Regions from separate parts of the Mus musculus genome. Here region 2 is linked to region 1. A link is a contact called in public HiChIP or PLAC-seq data. All regions are on one chromosome and are shown on one strand. Each heading gives the region's core, a stretch centred on a gene start, on an enhancer-like site or on the middle of the called end of the contact. The rest is flanking DNA. Distances are from core to core; before and after follow the strand shown.

The links. HiChIP or PLAC-seq counts read pairs in DNA pulled down with a chosen protein or histone mark.
Region 2: a contact with region 1 is called in a FOXA1 HiChIP or PLAC-seq map of pancreatic cancer cells. The contact joins two enhancer-like sites. A contact is called at or near these places in 1 of 484 Hi-C or Micro-C datasets (cortical neurons) and 3 of 115 datasets of contacts at active chromatin or transcription factors (bone marrow-derived macrophages, cardiomyocytes and pancreatic cancer cells).

The regions. Positions count from the first base shown.
Region 1 is chr1:21,496,116-21,504,078 of GRCm38.p6, forward strand. The region is part of intron 5 of Kcnq5 (potassium voltage-gated channel, subfamily Q, member 5); the gene reads right to left. Among named protein-coding and RNA genes, the nearest start is that of Khdc1b, 120 kb to the left of the region's middle. Within about 2 kb of position 3,911, at least 30 of the 459 cell types and tissues checked have an H3K27ac peak or open chromatin away from gene starts, as enhancers often do. A contact at or near this core is called in pancreatic cancer cells, where this site is marked.
Region 2 is chr1:21,832,847-21,840,809 of GRCm38.p6, forward strand. All of the region lies in intron 1 of Kcnq5 (potassium voltage-gated channel, subfamily Q, member 5), which reads right to left. Among named protein-coding and RNA genes, the nearest start is that of Kcnq5, 130 kb to the right of the region's middle. Within about 2 kb of position 3,720, at least 25 of the 459 cell types and tissues checked have an H3K27ac peak or open chromatin away from gene starts, as enhancers often do. A contact at or near this core is called in pancreatic cancer cells, where this site is marked.

The sequences.
Region 1 (7,963 bases), core at 2,661-5,160:
AGAAATGAAATGGTGGGTGGAAGAACAGAACACTTGGTGTCCTCCTCTAGCTTCCACATAAATATGTGTTCCCATTCCAGTACACATGTCCAGTCACATATACCTGAGATGAAACCAATACTAGTCCTTCAGCAAATCACAATGTTGTTTCTAGAACTCATGTCTCTTGAGTGTGTTTCTTCTATTTTAAAACAGCATGTGTCAATGCCTATAGAATAAAGCTATCAAAAACAAATGTCCAGACACAGGTACCAGCTGACACTGTTAAAGGATCAGGATTCTTAATGAAGCATCTCCTATAGAACCGGGAGAGCTGTGCACTTCATAAATGCATGCTGTTGAGGTAAATGTGAGACTTGGAGGTGCTTAGAGCAGGATTTGGGGTGGGTGGCTGGAGTGTGTGGGTGTTTGGTAGCTGTGAATGCTCATGAATCATTAGGAGCTGCTATGTTGATTCTCTTAGGCTAAATAAAGCTTTAGGTAAAGCATTGACAGTAAAAAACAATCATTTACTTTAACGGCATGTACTGGTACTAATTTAGAAAATGATGCTTTGTACAATAATGCAGAAAACACTTTTACCGGTGAATGCAAAGTAAGGAGGCCTGATTCTTTGAAGGACGACCGGTGCTATCAAGGACAATGGTATCCTTCTTCATTCCCCATGTATTTTACACACAGATTTGGGGTGTGAAACACATTGTGCACATGGTACACTATATTGCATATTGAAAGTTCATAAGATTTTTGGCATGAGTTCTGAGACTTTACTTGGCTGATATAAATTCTTCTGTATATCTGAAATAATCTCTTCAAGGACACAGTCTCAATTGGATCTGTATTCAGATATCATCCTATCTGCTGTTAGATAGAGTCCTTCTCTCTGCTATTGCACACATTTAAAAAAAAACATTGCACTAGCTTTATTACAAGAGAGAACAGTAAATAGAAAAATGGTGGTCTTCTAGAGCAGGTCATTATCAGAAAAATTCTATATCAGCAAAACTAGATCTGAAATTATTTCAGAATAAATCTAAAGTAATTCCGAAGGTTAAAAAATAACAGGAAAGAGGGAGATAACAGAAAATAACTTTATAAAATCCTATTCTTTAATTATTTCTGAATAAATATGAGGTGGCTGGACAAGAAGAAAATAGTGCTAGGATGATTGAAGAAATAATAGCACCCAGACCCTGAACTCCAGAGCAAGGAGCATATGGAGTTAGCTTGTTCACCCCATCCACTGCCTGCCATGACAACCCCTGATCCCAGTTACCACTATAGAGGCCAGAAATCATTTCACGGCAACTTCCAATTCCCAAGCCCCCACTCTGCTTAGACTGTGTGTTTGCAATAAAGAATACAGTTTTCCTTTCTTCTGATGTTTTGGCAGACACTTCTATTTAGCATCCTTAACATCAGTGTCCACACACCAAACAGCTACCATCTATGTCTCTGTGAACTTGCTGTGGTCTTGGTACCAGATCTTGAGTATCTGACATCTAACATAGTAAGGAGGACACATTCCTTTGTTCCTCACCATGGAATTGTGTTCAGGTATCAAAACTGTACATTGGCAATCCCACCAACAATGGAGGAATGTTCCTCTTTCTCCACATCCTCACCACCATCTGCTGTCACCTGAATTTTTGATCTTACCCATTTTAACTAGTGTGAGGTGGAATCTCAGGGTTGTTTTGATTTGCATTTCCCTGATGATTAATGATGCTGAACATTTTTCCAGATGCTTCTCAGCCATTCAGTATTTCTCAGGTGAGAATTCTTTGTTTAGCTCTGTACCCCATTTTTAAATGGGGTTATTTGATTTTCTGGAGTCCACCTCCTTGAGTTCTTTATATATATTGGATATTAGTCCCCTATCTGATTTATGATTGGTAAAGATCCTTTCCAAATCTGTTGGTGGCCTTTTTGTCTTATTGACAGTGTCTTTTGCCTTACAGAAGCTTTGCAATTTTATGAGGTCCCATTTGTTGATTCTTGATCTTACAGCAGAAGTCATTGCTGTTCTGGTACAACCACTCTGGAAATCAGTCTGGTGGTTCCTCAGAAAATTGGGCATAGTACTACTGGAGGATCCTGCAATACCTCTCCTGGGCATATATCCAGAAGATGTTCCAACTGGTAATAAGGACACATGCTCCACTATGTTCATAGCAGCCTTATTTATAATAGCCAGAAGCTGGAAAGAACCCAGATGCCCCTCAACAGAGGAATGGATACAGAAAATGTGGTACATTTACACAATGGAGTACTACTCAGCTATTAAAAAGAATGAATTTATGAAATTCCTAGGCAAATGGATGGACCTGGAGGGTATCATCCTGAGTGAGGTAACCCAATCACAAAAGAACTCACATGATATGTACTCACTGACAAGTGGATATTAGCCCAGAAACTCAGAATACCCAAGATACAATTTTCAAAACACATGAAACTCAAGAAGAAAGAAGACCAAAGTGTGGACACTTTGCCCCTTCTTAGAATTGGAAACAATCACCCATGGAAGGAATTACAGAGACAAAGTTTGGAGCTGAGATGAAAGGATGGGCCATCTAGAGACTGCAGCACCCAGGGATCCATCCCATAATTAGCCTCCAAACACAGACACCATTGCATACGCCAGCAAGATTTTGCTGAAAGGACCTTGATATAGCTGTCTCTTGTGAGGCTATGCCGGTGCCTGGCAAACACAGAAGTGGATGCTCATAGTCAGCTATTGGATGGAACACAGGGCCCCCAATGGAGGAGCTAGAGAAAGTACCCAAGGAGCTAAAGGAGTCTGCGACCATATTGGTGGAACAACAATATGAACTAACCAGTATCCCCAGAGCTTGTGTCTCTAGCTGCATATGTAGCAGAAGATGGCCTAGTTGGCCATCATTGGGAAGAGAGTCCCCTTGGTCTTGCAAAGTTTTTATGCCTCAGTACAGGGGAACACCAGGGCCAAGAAGTGGGAGTGAGTGGGTAGGGGAGTTGGTGGGGGAGGGTATGGGGGACTTTTGGGATAGCATTTGAAATGTAAAATAAGAAAATACCTAATTAAAAAAAAACCTGTACTTTGGCATTGATCACTGCTGACCACACTCCTGTATCTCCCTAAATATTGATGCTGGGGACAGCTCTTCCTATCTTAAATCAAGGATCTTTACTTTTAAAACTTGGAATTTAGTGGGGTACTGTATTTATAGATGGAACACAAAGTGAATTCTGGTATCAAATGTTGGTATTTTGGACTCTTACTAAGGAGAATTCCGCTTTTCATAAAGCCTAGAACTAATAAACACTCCAGTTTAGAGTGGCACACTTCAGTGTAGGGTGGTGTACTCCAGTTTAGGGTGGTCTTATTTTCCCATTTAATCTAGATACTCCAGAGTTATTGAGGACCCCATCATATGCAACAGGGACAATTTCAATTAAAAATGACATAAACAAGCTTTCCACAAAGGTCTTTAGTGACATATTATAAGTCACTATCAATAATCTAAATTTCCTTAGCACTCAGATCTACTATATGCTGTTTTTGTAATGAATAGAAATAATAATCTCTCTTAACTACATTTCATGTTTTTTTTTAACCTTCAGACAACTCCATTAATGAGTCAGCCAATATAAACAAAACTGTTTCAGAGTCATAAGCCCTTATTTTCATTCCTAGAAGCTTGGTATGCTGAACGATCTTTTTATTTACTTATTTTTACTTTGATATCAAGCCTAGTGGTTTTTTTTTTTATGGAAACATAATTAGGCCATTGAGAAGCCTGTAAAGCACAGGTTAAACAGCAGTCAAAACAGCCTTCTCGAAGAGGAAATCATTGAAAATACGCTGCTTCTCCCTACACATCGCAGAGATGACCTTTGAAAGCTTGCTTTGTTCGTGGCGCTGCCGAGAAGCTAGCTGGCTGGTGACTAAGCAAGGGTATATTGAGAGTTTCCCACACACAGTTTAACACACAACACAGCAATTTGTATTGGTAATAAAAAAAAGAGAGAGGAAGAATGGAAAGAGAGATAAAAAGGTGCCAGGCTTAATTTGCCAGCAACTGCATCTCAAAGGGGGAACAGGTGCCCCTGAATATCTCCATCAACTGAAATGTATTTGAATTATCCAAGAGAAGCAAACGCCACACATGAATTCAGACTGCTGCAGAAAGGTTGGGCTATGAATTGCCTTCCCTCGATCCCATGAAAACCCACCCACTTTCTCAGGTTACACCATATCTCACCACAAATAACAGGATTTCATTTACTTTCTGTTTATTAGAGGTATTTCAAGAATGTCCCAGTACAGGGGAACGCCAGGGCCAAAAAGGGGGAGTGGGTGGGTAGGGGATTGGGGGGGTGGGTATGGGGGACCTTTGGGATAGCATTAAAAATGTAAACGAGTAAAATACCTAAAAAAAAAAAGAATTTCAAGTCTATTTCTGATCTCTATCCTTTGCCCAGTGTTTCTTGTGTGTAGGGAGGAAGAGTTGGAAATGAAACAATTTTTTTTTCTAAATTGACTTTGTGAGTTAACTCATAAAGCAATGAGTTTCACTATGACGCTTTCTCTTATTATGTAACACTTCTCATATGTGCATGCCATGATATTTTTTTCTCATGCATGCATGCCATTATATGATTTTGTTCTGACTCATCCCTCTCCCAAATTCCTCTGGCATCCCAACTGTGTTGCTTTTTCTGATTATATTTCTCCCTACCTTTGTATGTTGCATGCATTTCATTATCCTCTCTTCTCCCTACCACAGGCATCAACCTCTTTCTCCTCTCACATGATACCCTATGGGTTTCATGGGGCTAAGGGTGCAGTATGTGTGTGTACACGTATGTACATATGAACTACTGTGCGCGCATACACACAAACACACATCTATGTCTAGACTTTCCACATTAGAGAAGGCATGCATTGTTAGTTTTTCTGCATCAGGATTATTTCACTGTGACAATGACAATCTCCATTTGCATCCACTTTCCTACAGATGCTATGGTTGCATTTTCCTTTGTGGCAGAAAAAAAAACCCTCCACAATTGTCTATCTACTTTTATGGGACTATGGATGCATGTGAATGTGTGCACATACATGCACTCACATTTGTTCATATCTAGACTCCTCATCTTAGAGAAAAACATGCACATCCAATCTGGTTCTATTGCCTAGGTACTATGAACAGTGCTATAGTAAGCATCGTGTGCTTGTGCCTCATAGCATGCTGACTTAGAGTCCCTTGAGAATACACTCGGTAGTGATAGAGTCCTTTTTAGTTTGTTGAAGAAATTCCACAATGATTCCCACAGTGGCTGTTCAGTACACATTCCCACCAACAGTGTATATGTTTTCCTCTTCTCCCTATCTTCACTAGCATTTACTGTCATGCATTTCCTTGACAAGAGCCATTCTGTCTGAGGTGGGAACGTTCCCAAACAGTTTTAATTTACATTTCCTCTATGGCTAAGTTTTGAATATATATATATATATATATATATATATATATATACATACATACATACATATATATATATATATATATATATATATATATATATATATATATATATATATATTTTCAAGTACCTGTTCGCTATTTATTTTAGTTCTTTTGAGAATTGTCTGTCAAGGTCATTAGCTCATTTACTGACCTGATGGAATTTTTATGTTGAATTTTTACAGTTTATATATTTTAGATGCTGATTTTTTTGACTGATGTACACTCAGCGAAGATATTTTTCTCTTTCATCGTATAACCTGTTTTTTAAATAATAGACTACACTCTCACCAACAGCACAATCTTGAAGACATGCACTCAATGTTTCTAACAGCCTTAAATGTAGGGGAACATATCTCTAACTTTTATTCATGTAATGACTACTATATAATCAAAAATATATCAAATTCTGCTTTAGTCCTGACAAATTTTCACTGTCTCTCACAGGAGTTCTAGCCACATAAATGAGCTTTGGATGAACAGTGGATTATTAGACAATACCAACTCAAGTCTGTGCTCCTGAAAAGGCAAACACAAATCCAGCAGTGCCTCAGTCACAGGCCAAGATGATGACACGTTCGTTCATAGATTGGCAAAAAAGCTGGCTAGCATTCAAGAGTGATTTATAAGTGAATTTTCCTCTGCAGAACAAAAGGAGTGGAAAAAAATTTACACAAATGGGAAAAGGACTCTTGAGGGAGAAGGAGAGAGGAGAATATGGAAGAAACAGAAGGAGGGCAAGGAGAATAGCAGTATACAAGTGGACTGAGAGAGGAAAGAAGAAAACTGAGGGATTCTTGGGGAAGCGGAAGGAAGGGGGTTGAATACAAAAGAAGGAGGGAGGTGTGTAAAATACCAATAAAGATTCTGAAACAGCAACAAGAAATCAGACTAACTATCCAAGTATAAAATAACCCCATAATACACCTAATTTCATATTTAAACATACATGCATAGTTTTAGCAAACTTTTCTCATCTGGGATGAGCATCTTCCCTCCAAGTGCCAAAGACCACATAACAAAAGTATCAATACAGACACGAGAAAGATGTCTTTTCACTTGTTTTGTCTAAGAGACTCCCAAAGCATACAGTCTATTACTGTTGCCTGTAGTTACCTCCCTAGGGGAGGAAGTTAGTTCCTTTTGCTGATGACACCATGAACTCTGTAAATCCTGAGCTGGAACTGCCCTGAATGTCCCCTCCCTGATGACTAGATTTCTTGGTATCAGAAGGTACTATGTGAGCTTCTACAAGAGGGAAGCAACCAATTGTCCTATCCAACTGTGATTCCTATGAAGTGCATCTACAAAACAATAACTGTTGGTACCGGAGTAGCCCACACACCTTAGTAGTAAGCAACAGCTCTCTAATTGGACTGACATTCTGTTAAACAAGAAGAAAAATCATTTCTGCTAGTGGAAACCTAGCTAACTATGCACTGCTAATGAAGCCATGGTCACTGTAGGAGAATCTATAGTTAATAATTTGGTAAACCAACCTATTCTCTAACAATATAAACTTAATTATGTACACCCACAGATTAGAATAGTCTTCACCTTTCATCAAGGAGACTTCTCTTTGCAACAGAGTTTACTGCAGAAAACTACAACCAATCAAAATGAAGAACTCTAGAGCCTGGTCCCAGTGGATACATCTACAAAACACTCTTGCGTCCTAGACTCAGGGCATTGCAGAAAAGGTGGTAATAAGAGTGTCAGAATCAGAGAATCAGGAGTTTTCTGTGAGGTTGTGTCTCCTAGTAATATCACACGCTCCACCCATAGATGGTCATTAACATGACTGCCCAAACGTGAGCTGAACAAGGACAACACCAATGGACAGCACAAAGGGGATGGAGAAAAGCCCAGGAAGCCTCAACCCTAGACATAGAGGTGTAGGCAACTGAAGAAATCTAGGAATGGAAGAGGTGGTCTTCCCCACAGAAGAGCACACCAGTTGGTTGTTTAGGGCCAAATGGTCAGCCCTGAAAATGTACATACAAGTAATGTTATATGTACTGTGCAGGTAATATTGAGGAATACACACACACACACACACACACACACACACACACACACACACACACACACATATATATATATATATATTAGTAATTAGTAAGTAAAAGAAGTCATGAATTTGAAGGAGAATGGAGTAGGCTATAGGGGAGGGTTTGGAAGGCGAAATGGAAGGAAGCAATGTTGGAATTATAATCTCAAGAATAAAATAGAAATATCTCTCACAATTATAAATTTTGTATGTTTCCATGTAACTCTCTTTTAAAACACCATAACCATATAAAATAAGAACTATAATTTTTATCTTGTATAAAGTATTCCCATGTACTATAAATTCTTTTTAGAGAGTGGGTTCCAAGTGACTGTTTTGTAAATTCTTCACAATGCAGGGAGAATTTTTGTCTGAAAGAAAAAAAATGCATTATTCACAGTACACTCTT
Region 2 (7,963 bases), core at 2,470-4,969, 340 kb after region 1:
CTGTCTAAAAAAATAAAGACATCTTTAAAAAAATAAAGTATTGTTTCTTAGGTATTTAATTTCCTCATGAAAGAATACTCTACAAAGAAAATAATAAATGGATATACACAAAGGTGCATATATTTTTCTAAGATACCTTCCGTACACACTGATTGATGATATATGAACGTATTTTCCTAGGGTGCTTCTCTTGGAAAACTATATATTATTCTTCTCTGTTGTTACAATATGATGTGATTAAATTTTATTTACAGTGGCTGACTTGCGTCCCGTCAAGTTACTTTTTATGTAAGTAGGAGAAATGTAATGTATAGAAATATGTTTAGAATGTTAATTTATCAAATACTTGAAATTATTTGAAAAGTTCATTTTTTAAGAGTAAACAGAAGACAAATACCATTAGTTTTATAGAATTTAACTCAAAAATGGTCTTGTAATTAGAAATGCCTTAAGTAATTTACTTAACAAAAAAATTATTAGAATATAAGATCAATTAGTGGATATCCATCCGCATTAGTTGTGTTGTCAATTTTACACATCTGGAATCTAAGTTCAGATCAGCCCATCGGGCACTGTCTTGATGATAGTTGGTTTAAGAAGGTCCAGCCCACTAGAAATAATGCCATCCTTGGTTAGGTGGTCCTAGGCCATGTAGGAAAGGGAGCTGACCCTTACCCTAGAAACAGTAAAGAGCAAGTGATATTCTTAAAGGTCCTGCCTTGGGTTCCTTGGCTTTGCTCCATAACTGGGCTATATAACCAGAAGCTAAAATCAATCTCTTCTCACCCACTTTGCTTCTGGTCAGTGTTTTATCACAGCAACAGAAAAGCACTGCATTAGTACAAAAGGCACTGCTTCATTCTATTATTTTTGACTAAGTACTAAGTTTTAAACCTACTGCAATACATAGGAACTACCTTCACTTAGTTTTTTTCCTTGAATCTCTTCAGATATGAATTTCTAGTGTAATGTGAGTTTTACAACATAATATTCTTGCCTAAATCATATAGCATACATTTCAAGTCTTCTCAAATACAATTTCAATTTATTTTCTAATATATTAGTTTTCTTGTTCTAGACCCAAATCATACTCAGTGGTTCACTAACTAAACTCAATTTGTATTAAAAAAAAAAAAAACAAAAAAACCAGGCCTTAGATTGTATGGTGCTCTCTCCCTGAAATTATCTTCTCTGAAAACCATTGCTTTTCTTCAAAATTCTGAATCAGAATCAAAATCTATTTTTTAGCTCTCTCTCCCTCTCCCTCTCTCTCCCTCTCCCTCTCCCTCTTCCCTCTTCCCTCTTCCCTCTCCCTCTCCCTCTCCTCCCTCTCCCTCTTCCCTCTTCCCTCTTCCCTCTTCCCTCTTCCCTCTTCCCTCTTCCCTCTTCCCTCTTCCCTCTTCCCTCTTCCCTCTTCCCTCTTCCCTCTTCCCTCTTCCCTCTTCCCTCTTCCCTCTTCCCTCTTCCCTCTTCCCTCTTCCCTCTCCCTCTCCCTCTCCCTCTCCCTCTCCCTCTCCCTCTCCTCCCTCTCCCTCTCCCTCTCCCTCTCCTTCCCATAACACCCTTTTGAATAACCTTTATTAAATTAAAGCTAATTTTTTTTCTCTTCAGCAAATACAAGCTTCATAATGCTAGGAACCATATTTTGCCATATTTTTCACCCTAGTACTAGTTCAACTTACACAAACATCACAAAAATTATTTTGGGTCAACTGTGAGAATTAGATGATAATTTATTTTTAAGTTATCATGTAAAAGGATGAAACATACTAAATACATATTGATGGAATGACATTAGAAGTCTTGGATGGGGGTTGAAGGAGTGGCTCAGCAGTTAAAGACATGTGCTCTTGCTTTTAACTTTTAACTTGCTTTTAAGGACACATGTTCTATTCCCAGCCCCCATATCATTGCTCATCTGTAACCCTAGTTCCAAGGTACTGACACCCTCTTCTGACCTCCATTAGACATGCATATGATGCACACACACACACACACACACACACACACACACACACACACACACAGAGGCAAAATACACCAACACATATTTTTAAAGTCTTAAATAGTTAAAGTCAATTGAGCACGTGGAACAACAGTCTGAAATGCCTATGGTGTTATATGTTATTAGTCCATTAAAGGAATGGACGTCTAAAGCATCATATTTTGGCTATTACAAAATTAACTTACTTTTAAAAAGAGCTCAATATTAGAATGATCATCATTTTATACCACAGCCTTTTTCCACAATATACTCCCATTTGGTTTTATGGCTTAGTAAATTAATTCACTCTGAGAGCATTGATAAGTCACTAAGTGTTTTCTTGCCTAAGTGAACTTTTAAATAGCCCTGTGGCTCAAAATCTATCATTTGGAGTTATAATTGTTTCAAACTTAACATTACATCTCACAAATGATATTGCAGTTGCCTTCTAGGCACCCTTTAGTATGATCTAATCCCACAGGTCATTTCTTTATGCTGGATAGACATGGTAAACACATTTGGACTCAAACACTCCTAGGAAATGTCCCAAGTTTCCCATAGACTACACTGCTCCAGGATATTAGCTTGTCTATCATTTAAGTCTGTGAATTTACAAAAGGTATATAAAATTTGCAATGTGTCATTTTGGAAGCCATTTGCACACCAAAATACACAAGCTAAAATTTTGTAAAATGTAAGGTTCATGCCATTTGCATGGAAAACCATAAGCAATAAAATAACACTGAAGTTTTGTTTCTGGTTTTTGTTTTTGATGGTTTTGCTTCTATTTACTCCATTGTGAGGTGTTTTAATTGCAACATGGCCCATTGATGTCATATAATTCCATGACAAGTTACATTGTTTATATTGCACTTTCCATTAGGTAATGCTATGAAAAGGAAAGACAGATACAGAAATATCATCTTAAAAGGCCAAGCCAAGTTGATGGCATACATTGAAAAAAAATATTTTCTAGAATATTGTCAGTGAGTCCTCAAGACATGACTATTTCCCCTGTGGACTATTTGTGCCTGTGTTTTCCATCCACCTACCTGTGGTTGGTTAGATCATTTCCCTGCATGTTTTCTGTGAATAAAAAGAGCACAGGGCATGTCAGGAAAAACAAAGTATAAAGAAGTTCAAATCCTTCCTTTTGGCTACTTGAAAGTACCTGCAGGATGAAGCTTATGGTGGGCTATAACTGCAGGTGTTACCTAAGTTGAAATATAATAAATATTATATTAGTTTGTCTAAATTATTCTATGATTGGGGCAGCTGCGGAGTAAGTAATTAATCAAAGGCCCCCAAAGCATAAGAGCATAATTCCTCCCCTCAACTAAAAACACCAGCAGTTAGAAGTATTTCATAGCCAGGTGACTTTAAATACAAAATAAAAATCACTTTCTAATTGGTTGGTTAAATTAACGTTCTAGCTACGCTTTTAACAGAACCTCAGTCTAAATCCCAGCGAGGAAGACACTGTTCAATGATAATTCTTGGATCGGTGACACTTCCTTGTTTAGTTTATTGAAATGTCTCTCAATAGTCAGATCCTATAATCGTAAGGAACAGTGAAGAGAAATATGGGAAAGAAGAAAGTAAATATGTAATTTAGAGTTTGCTCAGGATCCAAGAGTTAACTCCCTTTATTGAGGAAAGTTGAGTCATGGGCAAACCACAGGTGGTCAGGGAGTGGGTGCACCATGACACATCTGTTTCCCGTTAAGGCAGCCTAAGCCATTCTAAGCCTTTACTTTTTCTGAATGAAATACATTCATGTGTGAGCATGTCATAGCCAGTGCGGGGGAAAAAACACTCATTTGCCCTGGCACAGCATGAACTTATGATGGGTCCAAATGCAGGACAGGGACTTCTTGCCTCATCTGAGGAGGAGTTCTCCTGGTAAGTACATGGGACTAACAGAGACTGAATTTTCCTATACTTGGTGCCCTCAGTAATGAAAAACAAAAACAAAAAATGGAAAAGCATTTTTTTACAAGCTTAAGGAACAACAGTCTGGTTTAATGAGATTTTTCACCCAAAGTCATTATTACATTTTATATTCATTGTACGTATAATATACGTACATATTACATACAGTTTAGTACCGTCCTCCTTTCTCCTGAAGACAGAAAGCAGCAAGAATGTTCTTAATCAATAGGAATTAAGGTGTCAGCACTTAGATTCACCTCCCATTATGATAGCTGTACTTCATATCATAGGTGCTTCTCAAATTCCAATACAATTTAGATCATTGAGTATTTTTGTGAAAATTCAGATGCTGATTCAGTAAGCCTGAGGTTTGGCTCAATATTCTTATTAAAATTTGACTTTTAAATAATTCCCAACAAACTGTTGTTATAAAAAGATGTCTGTGTGTTTCAAATAGAGCGTCCTAGGGCCTGGTCTTCCATAGGAAGGTCACTATAACCAACTCAATCTAAAGGCAGCTGGAGTTTATCTAAACTTGGTTCTATCTCTTAATATATATATATATATATATATATATATATACATATATATATGTATATATATATGTGTGTGTGTGTGTGTTTGTTTATACACATACTTTTTTTATGAGAGAAGTATTTGCTTTTAAGAACAGGTTATGATTTAAAAAGAAACACTATATGTCAACTCAATCTCTATTCTTCATCATAAACTAATTTCTCAGCCCTCTCTTTGTTGTTCTTTCACGTCCAGCAAGATTACCTACATCTCATGTGGTCAGCCCACATCCTCCCACATCACTTGCTTATTTAATGTTCATACTATGACTTGGTTACTGTTCCATTGCTGTGAAGAGACACCATGAGCAAAGCAAATAGTATAAAGGAAAACATTTAATGGGAGGCTTGCTTACAATTTCAGAGGGTTAGTCCACACTCATCATAGCAGGAAGCATGGTGACAGGCAGGCAGGCATGGCACTGGAAAGGTAGGTGAGAGCTTACGTCCTCATCCTCAGGCAAGAAGCAGAGAGAGATTTAGCTTAGGCATGGTATGGGCTTTTGAAATGTCAGAACCCACCTCCAGTGGCACACCTCCACATCCAGCAATGCCCTAATCCTTCCCAGAACAGTCCAACAACCGTTAAATATCTCAAATATCTATCCAAACACTTAAATATCTATGGGGGCAGTTCTCATTCAATCCACCATAGGCTGTGTGCTGAAAAAGACAATTTTCTGAAGTAGTTATATTATTCAAAATAAATCTTGCTGTGATAGGCAAAGTCTCACTGAACTCCAGCTTGCAAGAGCTGATCCTTTTTCTTAATCTGTCTTTTACTTAAAGAATTTAAAAATCTGTGAAAATCATCCTTTACCGATTGAAATACTCCGTAGATGATACCCAAAAGAGTTCTCATGTAAGACAGCTTTCCTGGAATATTTTAAAGGCAGTTCACAGGTATAAGTAATTATTTTAAGAAGGATACAAATAATGAGAAGTAGTGTTCCATGTGGCTAATTAGGCTGTAACATCACTTTGTACCATAATAAGGTGAGAGGATCACTGGATCTTGACTTATCATCATCTGCGCTTTTGAATTTCAATGCATTCTCCTTAATGCCATTTTTTTTCTTTTTTTCCTGTTTCTTATAGTCAAAATTATATTAAGGTTACTTTAAAAAAAAAGATGGTGCCTTGAAATCTGCCACAGACTTGAAAATAACAACCCTTTATCTATATATAATCCATGGGGCTGTTGAAGGGGGAAAAAAACAAAAACAAAACCCAAACCAAAAAAATCCAGTATCTCAGTTGTCTTGGCTAAACGTGATCCAGCCCTTGTTTTTTTTTTTTTTTCCTTCACCATAGCTTTAGGTTAAGTTCAATGACAACAGCCATTAGTATCTGTCAGCAGATCCCTGACACAGGAGGGAGATAGTGACTCACCCTTGCTCACCAGCGTGTCTGTTCTGGCACATTTGAACAGCCTCCAAAGCCTTGTGAACAAAGGTAATGCTTGACAAGTTTTGTTAAGAAAATCATGAGAAAGGGCAAGGATAACATGGGAACCAAGTCTCAGGGCAAACAAACAACACTGTGGACGTACACATTCAACTGCAATTAGAAGTCCAGTGGAGAGTACAGAGAGATTATCTTTTATATTTGGGTGTTTACAGAGTGTTTTAAGAGTGTTTTACAGAATCCTACCTATAGATGATAAAGAATTACAGAAATTTAAATATACCATTATTAAGTATTGAACTATATCCCCTAAGAAGACATATGTTGGATTCCTAACTCCAGGTATCTGTGGATATGAACATATTTTGAAAATTGAAAAGAGACTCTTCTGGGCTTCAGTGGTCTCTAAATTCAGTAAGTAGTGTCCTTATAAGGAGAGAGGTATTTGCAGTTAGGAATGCAGGCACAGTTGGAAAGCAGCCTGATGAGAGGCAGATGAGAGTAACAAGGTAAAAAGAAAGTCACAAATTTCTAGGTATCACCAGAAGCTTGCCCATGTGCATGTGTATGTGCCTTTGTGTATGTGTGTACGTGTGTATGTGCGTGCGTGCATGTGTGTGTGTGTGTGTGTGTGCATGCATGTATGTGTATTTGTGTTTGTATGTGAAAAATAGCATTTCTGTGGTCTCCAAAGGGAATATGATTTTGTGATTCATCTTGCTTTCAAACCTCTGTTCTCTAGGGTTAAGGAGGACAGTTGGTGATTGCTGGCTTCCCAGGGAAAGTCACTTTTCTCTGGAGATAGGGTCTCTGGTAGGTTGTTGTTGGCCCAGCAGGTGATCCCACACTTATTTTTCTATAGTGAGCATTAACTGGACTCAGAATCAATTAAAAAACATATATGTGTATGGAATTTTCAAAAGCTGAAGAAAAATATAGAAAGAATGCACAATGCAGTATAAGAATAGGGTGAACTGGGCAAAGTTACTAGTACTGAAGTAGAGGTCTTAGCCCCGACTGCTACCATTTATAAACAACAGTCCTGCATAAACTCAGGTGCTTCCTAGAAATACCAAGTACTATGAAATGAACACACTCACCTGACTTAAATATTTAGCATGCCATCAATCTGATAGTATAACAACAGCTAATGCCAGAGAGCCCAATTCAAACAATTCATTAATTATGGACAATAAAAGAAGTATGAAGGAAGCAACAACTTCTTAATTGATATTTTTAATTTTAACGTGAAGCTGCACACATAAAAACAGACATCGTTTCCAAAAATTGCTTTTGTGGATGGACTTCTAAATGGCAAAGCAGTAAGAAAAAGTATAGGAGAAACAGAAGAACAGGAAAAGCTATGTCATTAGATTAAAAGGTCCTGATATTTTAGCAAAAACAACATAAGTGTACTCATTAAGAATAGCCTAGATTCCATTGCATACACTAGCAAGATTTTGCTGAAAGGACCCAGATATAGCTGTCTCTTGTGAGGCTATGCCAGGGTCTAGCAAACACAGAAGTGGATGATCACAGTCAGCTATTGGATGTATCACAGGGCCCCCAATGGAGGAGCTAGAGAAAGTACCCAAGGAGCTGAAGGGGTCTGCAACCCTATAGGTGGAACAACAATATGAACCAACCAGTACCCCCAGAGCTCATGTCTCTAGCTGCATATGTATCAGAAGATGGCCTAGTTGGCCATCATTGGGAAGAGAGGCCCCTAAGTCTTACAAACTTTATATGCCCCAGTACTGGGGAACACCAGGGCCAAGAAATGGGAGTGGGTGGGTAGGGGAGTGCTGGGGAGGGTATGGGAGACTTTGGGGATAGCACTGGAAATGTAAATGAAGAAAATACCTAATAAAATATTAATGAAAATAAAAGAATAGCATGGATCAGCCAGGCGTGGTGGCACACACCTTTAATCCCAGCACTCGAGAGGCAGAGGCAGGCTGATTTCTGAGTTCAAGGCCAGCCTGGTCTACAAAGTGAGTTCCAGGACAGCCAGGGCTACACAGAGAAACCCTGTCTTGAAAAACCAAAAAAAAAAAAAGAAAGA